Regions from separate parts of the Mus musculus genome. Here region 1 is linked to region 2. A link is a contact called in public Micro-C data. All regions are on one chromosome and are shown on one strand. The core of a region is the stretch at or near the end of the contact, and the rest is flanking DNA. Distances in the headings are between cores, read along the strand shown.

The links. Hi-C and Micro-C count contacts between places; a contact is called where the count stands out from the background.
Region 1: a Micro-C map of the HL-1 cell line shows a contact between it and region 2, with 1.7 times the contacts expected there. The contact joins the promoter of Xpot here to the enhancer-like site in region 2. A contact is called at or near these places in 3 of 39 promoter capture datasets (the C10 cell line, fetal liver and hippocampal neurons), 5 of 484 Hi-C or Micro-C datasets (3T3-L1-derived adipocytes, the HL-1 cell line, the N1E-115 cell line and 2 more), 5 of 115 datasets of contacts at active chromatin or transcription factors (bone marrow-derived macrophages, embryonic stem cells, extraembryonic endoderm stem cells and 1 more) and 2 of 9 other capture datasets (adipose tissue and pancreatic islet).

Annotation. Positions count from the first base shown.
Region 1 is chr10:121,624,847-121,630,089 of GRCm38.p6, forward strand. It overlaps Xpot (exportin, tRNA (nuclear export receptor for tRNAs)), which reads right to left and starts at 1,486. Exons shown (of 25, transcript NM_001081056.2): 1 at 1,259-1,486.
Region 2 is chr10:121,534,801-121,539,525 of GRCm38.p6, forward strand. No RefSeq gene overlaps it. Among named protein-coding and RNA genes, the nearest start is that of Gm35696, 27 kb to the left of the region's middle. Within about 2 kb of position 1,976, at least 9 of the 459 cell types and tissues checked have an H3K27ac peak or open chromatin away from gene starts, as enhancers often do. A contact at or near this core is called in the HL-1 cell line, where this site is marked.

The sequences.
Region 1 (5,243 bases), core at 236-2,735, 90 kb after region 2:
GCATTCCATTCTGTCTGCAGGAAAAGGGGCAAAGTCCTAAAGACTACAATGTGTGCATGTGTGCAAAGCATGCCTCCAATAGGGTACAAAGTCAGAGACAGGCACGCAGGATGCACAACTTGAAACATTCTTAAAGTAAAGTAGTATTCCTGCTAAAAATGCTCAGAGAGAAAAGTCGGTGTAAGACTGTCTGTAAACCCCTGATTGAGAAATCCACTAGAGTTCCTTTAAATTATCCATTGCTTTGGGAAAAAAACTGCTTAAGCGTTTTGTCATTTCACGCTAATCTTGACAAGAGGAAAAAAGATAAATAAGAGGCCCAGCCGAGCACATGCTCAACACCAACAAAAAAAATCCTCAGCAAACTTGTTCCATAGTGAGGAATCCCTCACAAACCTTCGCCCTCTACACAATCGGAAAAAAACATCAAACCAAAATAAAATGAGATGGTAAACCACCTATCTGTGAATAAAACACAGGGTTAAAAGGTAACGATTGCCTAATAAAGACCGGCAAAGGAAGCTTAGCTTTCTGACCTACCGATGCAGAGCCTTGCAGGCTTAAACATTGTTACAATATGGTAAACATCTTATACTACCTGCAAAGGTGGATGTGGGGGTGGGGGGAGCGAAAAAAAAACATGTAAAATTGGAAGCCTTAATTTTTCCCTCAGCCATTAAGTCAAGAATAATCAAACAATGTGGAAAATTCCTCCACACCTACTTAAGCCTGTTTGAGACCGACTGAATCTTTCCAGCCTTTTAACATCAAGTTGACAAGTCGCTTTAATACAACGTAACTTCCCCCAGTAACAACTAATTAAGGCTTCCAAAAAGTACTCGTTTTTCAGGTTACAGGGAACATCAAGCTTTTCCGTGGCTGCAAGACTGTAAAGAAGCAAAAAGGGGAAAAGGCTGTCCCTGCTGGCAAATTACTACGCAGAAATAACACTTTCTCTCCTATTTGTCCCGGGGTGGGAAGCGGATCAACTTTGAGGTCCCTACAGCTCAAACTGGTGGGACGCACTCTAAAACTATCACAAATGGGGTTGGGGGGCAGCCTCCTAGGCCGGCCTCGCCCCCTATCCTTCGCCCGGATCCCTCCCAGAGCGAAGCCTCGTGGCCACTCGGGTGATGAAACACCCGGCAACCGGCAGCCACGCACTAGGGACGCGGCCGCCACCGATCGTCCCCAACCCCAAGTCCGGCTCGCCCGGCCACGTAGGGTCCCCGGCCCGCCGCCCTACGCCTCCAGTCACCATCACTCCAATATCTCTTCCTCGCCTGCACTCCCGAGGGTCGGCCAGCCGCAAGGAGCGGGCCGTACGCAGGGAGCACGGAGAGCGGCCCACGTCCTTGTCGCTGTAGTCCTCCAATACAGCCGCAGCGCTAGCGCCGGAGCCGGCCCGGGCCGCGCTCCTCTCGGCGCTCGGCGTTCCCCGGGCGCCTTCTCTTGCGTGGCGCGGAGCGGGGAGGGCAGGTTGGCAAGCCGGCGGGCGGAGTCGGCGGCCCTGGAAGGAAAACTGCGCAGGGTCCCGCTAACGCCGCCGCTGAGTCAGCGCGAGGCACGCCCCCCGCGTCGTACCGCGCGGACCCGCGCTAGCAGCAGCCTCATGGAAGTAGAGTGCAGACGGCCGCCAGCAGGCTGGGCCCGGGGGACTACAACTCCCAGCGTGCAAAGCGCATGGGACGCTTCCGAGAGGAGGACCGCGCACGTGCTCCCTGGAGCTCGCAGGGGGCGTGGCCGGCGGGCCTGTGGTGCATGCTGGGAGAGTGCACACCGCCCTCCTAGCTACAGGTTACTGAGGTCCTCTAAGCTTTTAGAAGACCGGCCACGTTGCGCTCTGCTTTGAGCGTCGGCGTGAATTAGTAACTCTCCACTCCCTCCAGAAGGGTCTGGTCAGGTGGCAGTGCGGAGATCCTGAGATCGGAAAAGTGGACGTGGTTGAAACCACGTGTTGAGTCAGTTGCTGAATTCCTTTCCAGCGGTTCCACGTGTCAAGAGTCCAGACGCTTAAGGACTCTTTAAAAAAAAAAAAAATCCGCTGTATTTTTATTTACTTGTTTTGCTTTTGAGGCAAGATCACACTCCATAACCCAGGCTGGTTTTCACTCATTTTTCCCAAGCTGGCCTAAACTTTACAAATTCTGGAATTACTGGCATGAACCACCACGCCCAGTTTAAATATTACTAAATTTGCCTACAAAAAAAGATAGAAAGAAAAAAAGAAAACCGAAAGCAGTCCCCGGTGATGGTGGCGATTACCATTCATCCCAACACTGAGGAGGCAGAGGTAGCCACATCTACAGAGCGAGTGCCAGGACTACAGAGAGAAACACAGTCTCAAAAAAAGAAAAAAAGAAAAGAGAGAGGGAAAACATACGTACAAGTCCCGTGCTTCCGTTCGCTTTGTTTCTTTGATCCCGTGCTATTATTACTGTGTGGGCGCAGTATAAGCTCCAGCAACCTTACCTAAATCCTAAGGCTGCACCTCCATTATTGTTGGCATCATGAGTGTTAAAGTCCATCTCAGTTTACTCATTTTATGTAGAGTGGGACAGTACCAGCCTCAGAGGGTAAGGTTTGGTTAATTTTATTTAGAGGCAGAGAGAGGCTCACTATGTAGCTCTGGTTAGCCTGAAACTTGCTGGCCTTCACTGTTCTCTTGCTTCAGATTCCAGAGTGCTGGAGTTCCAGGTTGTCACCAGGTCTGACTATTTCATGAATTAAGTTTGATACACGTGTTAGACTTATCATAAGTGACACTATCTCTGGGGATACATGGACAAACATCTGTTCACTGCAGATAGATACCCAGATTCGGTACTGATGACAGACTAAAGTGAGGATACCACGAAAGTCAAGCTTGGTGAACCAATGGCTTTTACTGGGGTGACTTTCTTACAGGAGCAGAAATGATATAAAGACAGCAGCCTCCCCGAAGACAGCAGGTAGGACAGGTTCCAGCAATTCAGCTTGTCCAAGAGTGTATAGCATGAGGGAGGGGATGGTATTGTTAATCTGGTTAGTTTGGGGGGGATCTTTGAATTGTTTACTTCCCGAGTTTAAAGAGTTTATCATGAAAACAATGCAGTGCACCCAACGTGTAGATTTCCTTTCGTTTCTTAGAAACAGTATTCTACAGTAAACTCTGGCTGTTCCAGAACTCACTATATAGACCAGGCTAGCCTTGAACTTACCAAGATCCCCCTACCTCTGTCTCCCTCACAAGTACTGAGACTAATGGTGTGTGCCAATACACCTAATATCTTATTCAGTACATGCTCAGTGTACATGTTCAATGTAGTCAAAGCCTTGCCTCTAGCTCCCACTAAGAATAAGCCAGACCTGTTCTACAAGCCTGTGATCCAAGCTGCTTCAGAAGCTGAGGCAGGAGGATCTCAACTTCAAGGCCAGCCAGGGCACAATAGCTATATCCTCTCTTTAAAAGTGAATGACGAGGTCTAGGGATATAGCTCAGTGATAGTGTGCTTACCTCGCACCCACCACCCTAGCTTCAATGCCCAGACCACAAAGAGCTAACAAAACTTGCCAGCAGATCGGACAGAGTGAGGAGGGAATGGAAGTAGAATAAAAACTGATGTTACCTCTTAGCAGCTACCCTTACTCACTTATGTTACTAAAACTCCTTCCCAGGGCAATCTTCAAGTCTACCCCTCTTCCCAAGGTCCTAAGAACAAGCTCACCTAGACTCCTTCAAAGTTCAGTGTGGGGACCCCAGGAGTTTATTGGACTTACTTGAGCATGCGTAAGGGGTTACTTACTGAGTGTGGGCGCTCCTCTCCCTTAAAAAGGCTGCTCTGCAAAGTCCTTACTCATCAGGGATGATGGCTGTTTTATAACAAAATCGATTTTACCAACAAAGACTCGGGAGCCTGCTAGCTCAGAGAGGCAGAGAAAGCACCCAGCTAACCCTCCTCCTCAGCTGATATCCCACCAGGAATCCCCTCCCTCATGCTGTCTCAAAAAAAAAAAAAAAAAAAAAAAACCTCCTTCAAACTGAATGCCCCTCCCTTCTACTTCCTGTGTGTCTCTCTACCCATCCTCCTGACTCCCTCTTACTCTCTATGGTTTTTTTCTGAATAATCCTATGTTCACTTCCTGTTGACTGGCTGCTTGCTCTGCTTCTTGACCAACGATTGACTTTATTTAATCCTGTTTACGATATTCAAGAAGAAAGCTCCTGGGTTAAAGGTGTGGGCTAAGGCCTGGCCACACCACAACTAAAACATGTGTTTCCAGTAAATAACACAATCTTGGGGTTCACAATGTCATTAAATATCCTGTAACTGGCTTCTCTCAGCCACATAGATGAAACACCCCTTGCTCCTCAGCCTTGCCCCACCTACATACATTAGCCCCTCCCCTAGGCCAGCTTGGACAAGGTATGTATAATAGGTGGCAAGGGTTGGCTGCAAACTCCAAGGAGAATCTCCTGGCTTTACCCTGTGTGATCCTTAGCAAGCCAAGTGGGCACAGTTGAACTCCCCAAGATGGCCGTTATTTGCCCAAGAGGACAGTCCTGTACAACATCTGACCATGTTAAAGATGAAGCATTTCCTGCATAGCCTTTAACCTTGTGTAACACATTTAGTTGTTAGAAATGTCAGGCTGCAAGACTGGAGAGTTACTCTTCCAAAGGACCTGAGTCTGATTCCTGTTAAGGCCTGGGTAACTGTTGCCTTGTATAGCCAATCATTTTAAGCTGTTACTAATGTTACAAGGAAACTTTCTCATGTGCTGTTACTCCGTTACTTCTTTGTGCCTGAGTTAGCTGTTAACCCAAATTCTCTTATGTTCTATGCGTTGGCATTCTTGGAAAGCAATCACAATAGAGGACAGTTAGAACGGCGTTGTATAGATAGCCACAATAGGCCTGGACCCAACACCTCCCTGGGAATTGACATCCTACTTGGCAGAAAGAAACATGAAATCCTGATTGGCAAGTTGGCACATGATGCTAGGCAAGTCAAGTCGCACCCCACCACTGTCGAATGACCCAACCAATGAGGACAGGATAAGTGTACAACAAAGACGTGTTCTCAAGGAAATCTCCTGTCCCTAAATCCTGATTGGTGGAGTAACTGGGCACAGACATTTGTGAATTTCAGGCTTCAAAGCTCTGTAGGTCACAGTTTAGCTTCTGGATCTAGATTGCACCCCCGATTGATCAGTTTTGGGGTGTGTATTCAATAAACCAGCTCAGTTTGACTGAGATGGGT
Region 2 (4,725 bases), core at 726-3,225:
AGCTTTAAGCTTGAACATCAGGACTGATAGTGCATTACGATCCTTTATTCTCGGTGACAATAAAAATAAACATCTGTGAATGACTGGCAGAGTATGAAGGCAGCGAGTATGTCCGCGGCAGTTAGACTTGAGACATTTCGTTTTCTGTTTGTCCATCTGTTTTCTTTGGTACCTGCACAAGCCTACAAGGCCAGGGGAGGATACCGGGTATTTTTTTGTCCATTAACTTATCTATTCATTTTATATCCCAATCACAGTCCCCCTCCTTCCCAGTCCCCCTTCACATGGCCCTTCCCCCTCCTCCCCTCCCTTTCACCTCTGAGAAAGGGGAGGTCCCCTCTGGGTGTCAAACTCCTTGAAACTGCAAGTCACTCTAGGACTTCACACATCATCTACCGCTGAGGCCAGACAAGACAGTCCAGCTAGGGTGACAGGATCCACAGGCGGGCAACAGTAAACACGGTAAAGCTCAGATCCAGTTGTTGGGGCCCTGCTGAACACCAAGCTGCACATCTGCTGCATATGTGCAGGGGGCCTTGGTGCAGCCTGACTATGCTCTGGAAGCCCTCCAGGGAGGTTAGTTGACTCTGTTGGTTTCTTAAGTTCCTTTCCCTTCCAGGTCCCTCAGTCCTTCCCCACAACTCTCCCACAAGACTCCCCAATCTCAGGCTGTTTGGCTGTGGGTCTCTGCATCTATTTCAGTCAGCTTCTGGGTGGAACCTCTCAAAGGACAGTTAAGCTAGCATAAGAAAGTATCATGACAGTCAGCATTTTGTTTTGTTTTTCGAGACAGGGTTTCTCTGTGTAGCCCTGGCTGTCCTGGAACTCACTCTGTAGATCAGGCTGGCCTCGAACTCAGAAACCCACCTGCCTTTGCTTCCCAAGTGCTGGGATTAAAGGCGTGCACCACCACCGCCCAGCTGACAGCATTTCTGATATCTTTTGTACATTATTTCACAAAATCTTGACACCACAAATACGTGATAATTAAAACTGGATCCTGGGGGCGGTGGGAGATCTTAAACTGGGTGTTAGTGGTGGCACTTGATGGGGGGAAAAAATCTTAAACTTAGCTGGTGACACATGCCTTTAATCCCAGCACTCAGGAGGCAGAGGCAGGTGGCTCTCTGTGAGTTTGAGGCCAGCCTGGTCTACAGAGTGAGTTTCAGGACAGCCAAAGCTATACAGAGAAATCATGTCAAAGCAAAACAAAATAAGACTCCCCAGGTCTAAGTGTAAAATGTCCCATGGTGAGGGAGCTAGACGTAAGCATGAGGATATATGGAGGACACCTGCAGTGGCTATTGGTTGTCAACTTGACTACATCTGGAATTAACTAAAACCCAAGCGGCTAGGATCACTGGTGAGGGATATTTTTCTTAATTCAATCTGTGTGTAGAAAGACCCACTTCTAACCCAGATCTTTTGGGGTGGAAAGATCCAGCTTTAATCTGGGCCCCACCTTCTACTGGAAGCCTAGACAGAGAAGAGAGAGGAAGCAAGCTTGCACTCGTGGCTGGCTCGCCCTTGCTGGCAAGTGCATTCCTTCACTGGCATTACAGCCTACTTCGCTGTGAGTCAGATGTCCACTGAGGACCAGCTGAGACATCCAGCCTCATGGATGGAGCAGCTCCTGGATACCTGGACTTTCTGTAGGCAGACTAGCTGTAAGCCACGCTAATAAACTTTCTCTCTATATATAAATATATAGATTCATTGTATCCACTGTGTTCCTCTAGGCAAAGATTCACAAGACAGCATTGCTATCTTTCTTTGTTTTAAGATCTTTATTTTTATTACATTCTCTCTCTCTCTCTCTCTCTGTGTGTGTGTGTGTGTGTGTGTGTGTGTGTGTGTGTGTGTGTGTGTGTGTGTGAGTGTGTGTGTGTGTGTGTGTGTGTGTGTGGCGGGGCGGGGGCCTTGACTGATCGCCTGGAGCTCAGAGCATGACTTGCAGGCATCAGCTCTCTCCTTCCACCAGGCGGGTGTGAGGGTGGATACAGATCTTCAGGCTTGGCAGAGAACGCCTTTACCTGCTGAGCCATCTCTGTCCTTCTTCATTCACTCTTGTGAGTGCGGTGTGTGCGTGTGCGTGAACTGAAAATTGAATGCTAGGCAAGTGTACCACCACAGAGCTACACTGCCACTCCCCAAACTACAAGCTTACAAGGAAAGAGTTGATAAACTGAACAGGAACCTCAAGATCATTCAACTGAGGATGTGGCTCTGTAGGAAGAGCCCGCCCTGGGCTCAGTCCCCATCCCTGCATAAACTGGGTATGGTAGTGTATGTATGTAATCCCAGAGGAGGGTCAGAATAGATATAAATATATATTCGAGTCAACCTCAGCTGTGTAGAGAGTTTGAGTGATATATAAAACTGTTGCATAAAAAACCCCAAACAAACAAACAGAAATACCCACAAAAACCAAAACAGAACAAAAAAGAAAAACCAGAACCAAACCAAACCAAAAAAACCCCCATCTCTCCCCGGGAGCAATAGAAACGTCTGTTCTTTCCGCTGATGTATGAGGCTTTCTTGAACCCAGGATTTCTAACTTAGTCTGAGCGATGCAGTGTTACTATACACACACACACACACACACCCATACACACACACCAGTGAGCATGCATGCACATAGTATCATACATACACACTTTACTCTGTTAGCTGGGTCTAAAAGGTCACAGATCACTGGATCTTGTAGCTCAGTGGTGTGCGCTATCGCGTTCAAGCCCTGGATTTCACCCTGGCTCTTGACCATCTTTCTGCTGTTTCTCTGCAGTGATCCATCTTCAGGAGAGATGGCTGCTGTAGGAGACTTGGAGGTCCTTGTGCTTCAGATAAACACGAGGGGAACCAGGAATGTTAAACACGCAGGGTTATCTCTTCAAAAAGAGAGATTCAGGACCCATGTTCTGCCCAGAAGGCTGCCCTGGGCGTGGTTAATAGCCTGGTGACTGTTGTACTGCTTGTGTGACTAGGCCACAGGGATCCTCCTTCAGACCCTCATCTTGAGCTTCTTTGCCTCAGCCAATCTACAGTGCTCTCCTTCCCTAGACCCTTATCCTGAGCCCGCTGCTTTCTCAGCTAACACATTGAGCCCATTTTTATGGACCATGTCACTTGTACCTTTCCAAGAGTTTGATGTAGTCATGTCTTTTGTTGTGCATACCCCATTGAGCGAATTATCACCAGGACATCTTTTTCAACAAGTTGTGTTGTGTTTAAATATGCCTAAAATAAAGTTCTTGGGGTCAGTTTGAATCAACACCAGCTACTGAGTTATGCAGAATTAAAGTCCCGGGCTAACGAGAGGTCTCCTCCACAGCTGGTTCAGACTTATTTTGGTCCCTTGGGTCAGGCTAGCAAAGGATGTTCCCTTTCAGAACATTTCAAAGTGCCTTTGAAGAACACCATCCGAGCTGCAGGTGGTGTGGACTGTGGGGCTGGGCTGCTTAGAACAGGGACTTGCGTTCTCCTACTTAAGCCTTCTGGACAGCTCCTCTGTGAAACCTTCTGAAAACCTGAATCCAGTTTCATTCCATCAATGCGTCCTGATGCTAACTGATGTTTGGGATGCTCTGGATTAAGCTGGAATTAGGAGCTTGCTTGCTATTTATTTATTTATTTATTTATTTATTTATTTATTTATTTATTGTTTCCTTTACATTATTGATTGAAGCTTTTACTTTATTTTTATTTATTTTATGTATATGAGTACTGTCTTCAGACACAGCTGTTGGGGATCTGACACCTACTTCTGACCTCCACAGGCACCTGCACACATAGGCACCCGCACACACAGGCACCTGCACACACAGGAATCTGCACACACAGGCACCGCACACACAGGAATCCGCACACACAGGCACCCGCACACACACTCAATCACAAATGCATAAAATAAGTCTATGTTTTTTTTTTTTTTGGCGGGGGAAAGAGTGAGGCCTGTTGAAAGTGTTATGTGAGGGTAGAAAAGGAAAATCGTACCTTCAGAGCTTCCGGTTCTATCCTCCCTCAGACACGCAATCTTACAGAGAACTGCACTCCAGTCTATAAGATGGGGCAAACACAGCACACAGGAATGGATATCTCCCACAAGCAGAGAGTGCACGGACAAGCAATCAGATGATTTTCCAAACTCTGAGGCCCTTCACCAATAACCAGGCAAAGAGGAGGAGGTTGGACCTCGTGCTGTCCAAGGTCCCCATCATTTCCAGATTTTTTTGTACTCATTTGAGGCGTGCCTGGATTCCTAGGAGCTTATGCATTTGCAGTGCCTGCCTGCTGTAAGCATCATGGGGGACCTAGCACACTGTGGCAGAGTTTGTGATGATACTAACTTTGTGAGCCACACAAGCGAGTTTGCATGATTAGTGGTTCTCAACTGGAATGCCAAGTGTTTGTTTGGTTTTTCGTCTTTTGAGACAGGGTCCAATGTAATCCAGGCTAGCTTTAATGTCACTGTCTAGCCCAGGATAGTCTTGAACTCCTAATCCTTGTCTCTGTCCCCCAAGTGTTAAGAGAATACTACATAAGCCGGGCATGGTGGCACACGCCTTTAATCCCAGCACTTGGGAGGCAGAGGCAGGCAGATTTCTGGTTCGAGGCCAGCCTGGTCTACAAAGTGAGTTCCAGGACAGCTAGGGCTATACAGAGAAACCCTGTCTCAAAAAAGCCAAAAAAAAAAAAAAAAAAAAAAAAAAAAAAAGATGAAGAATG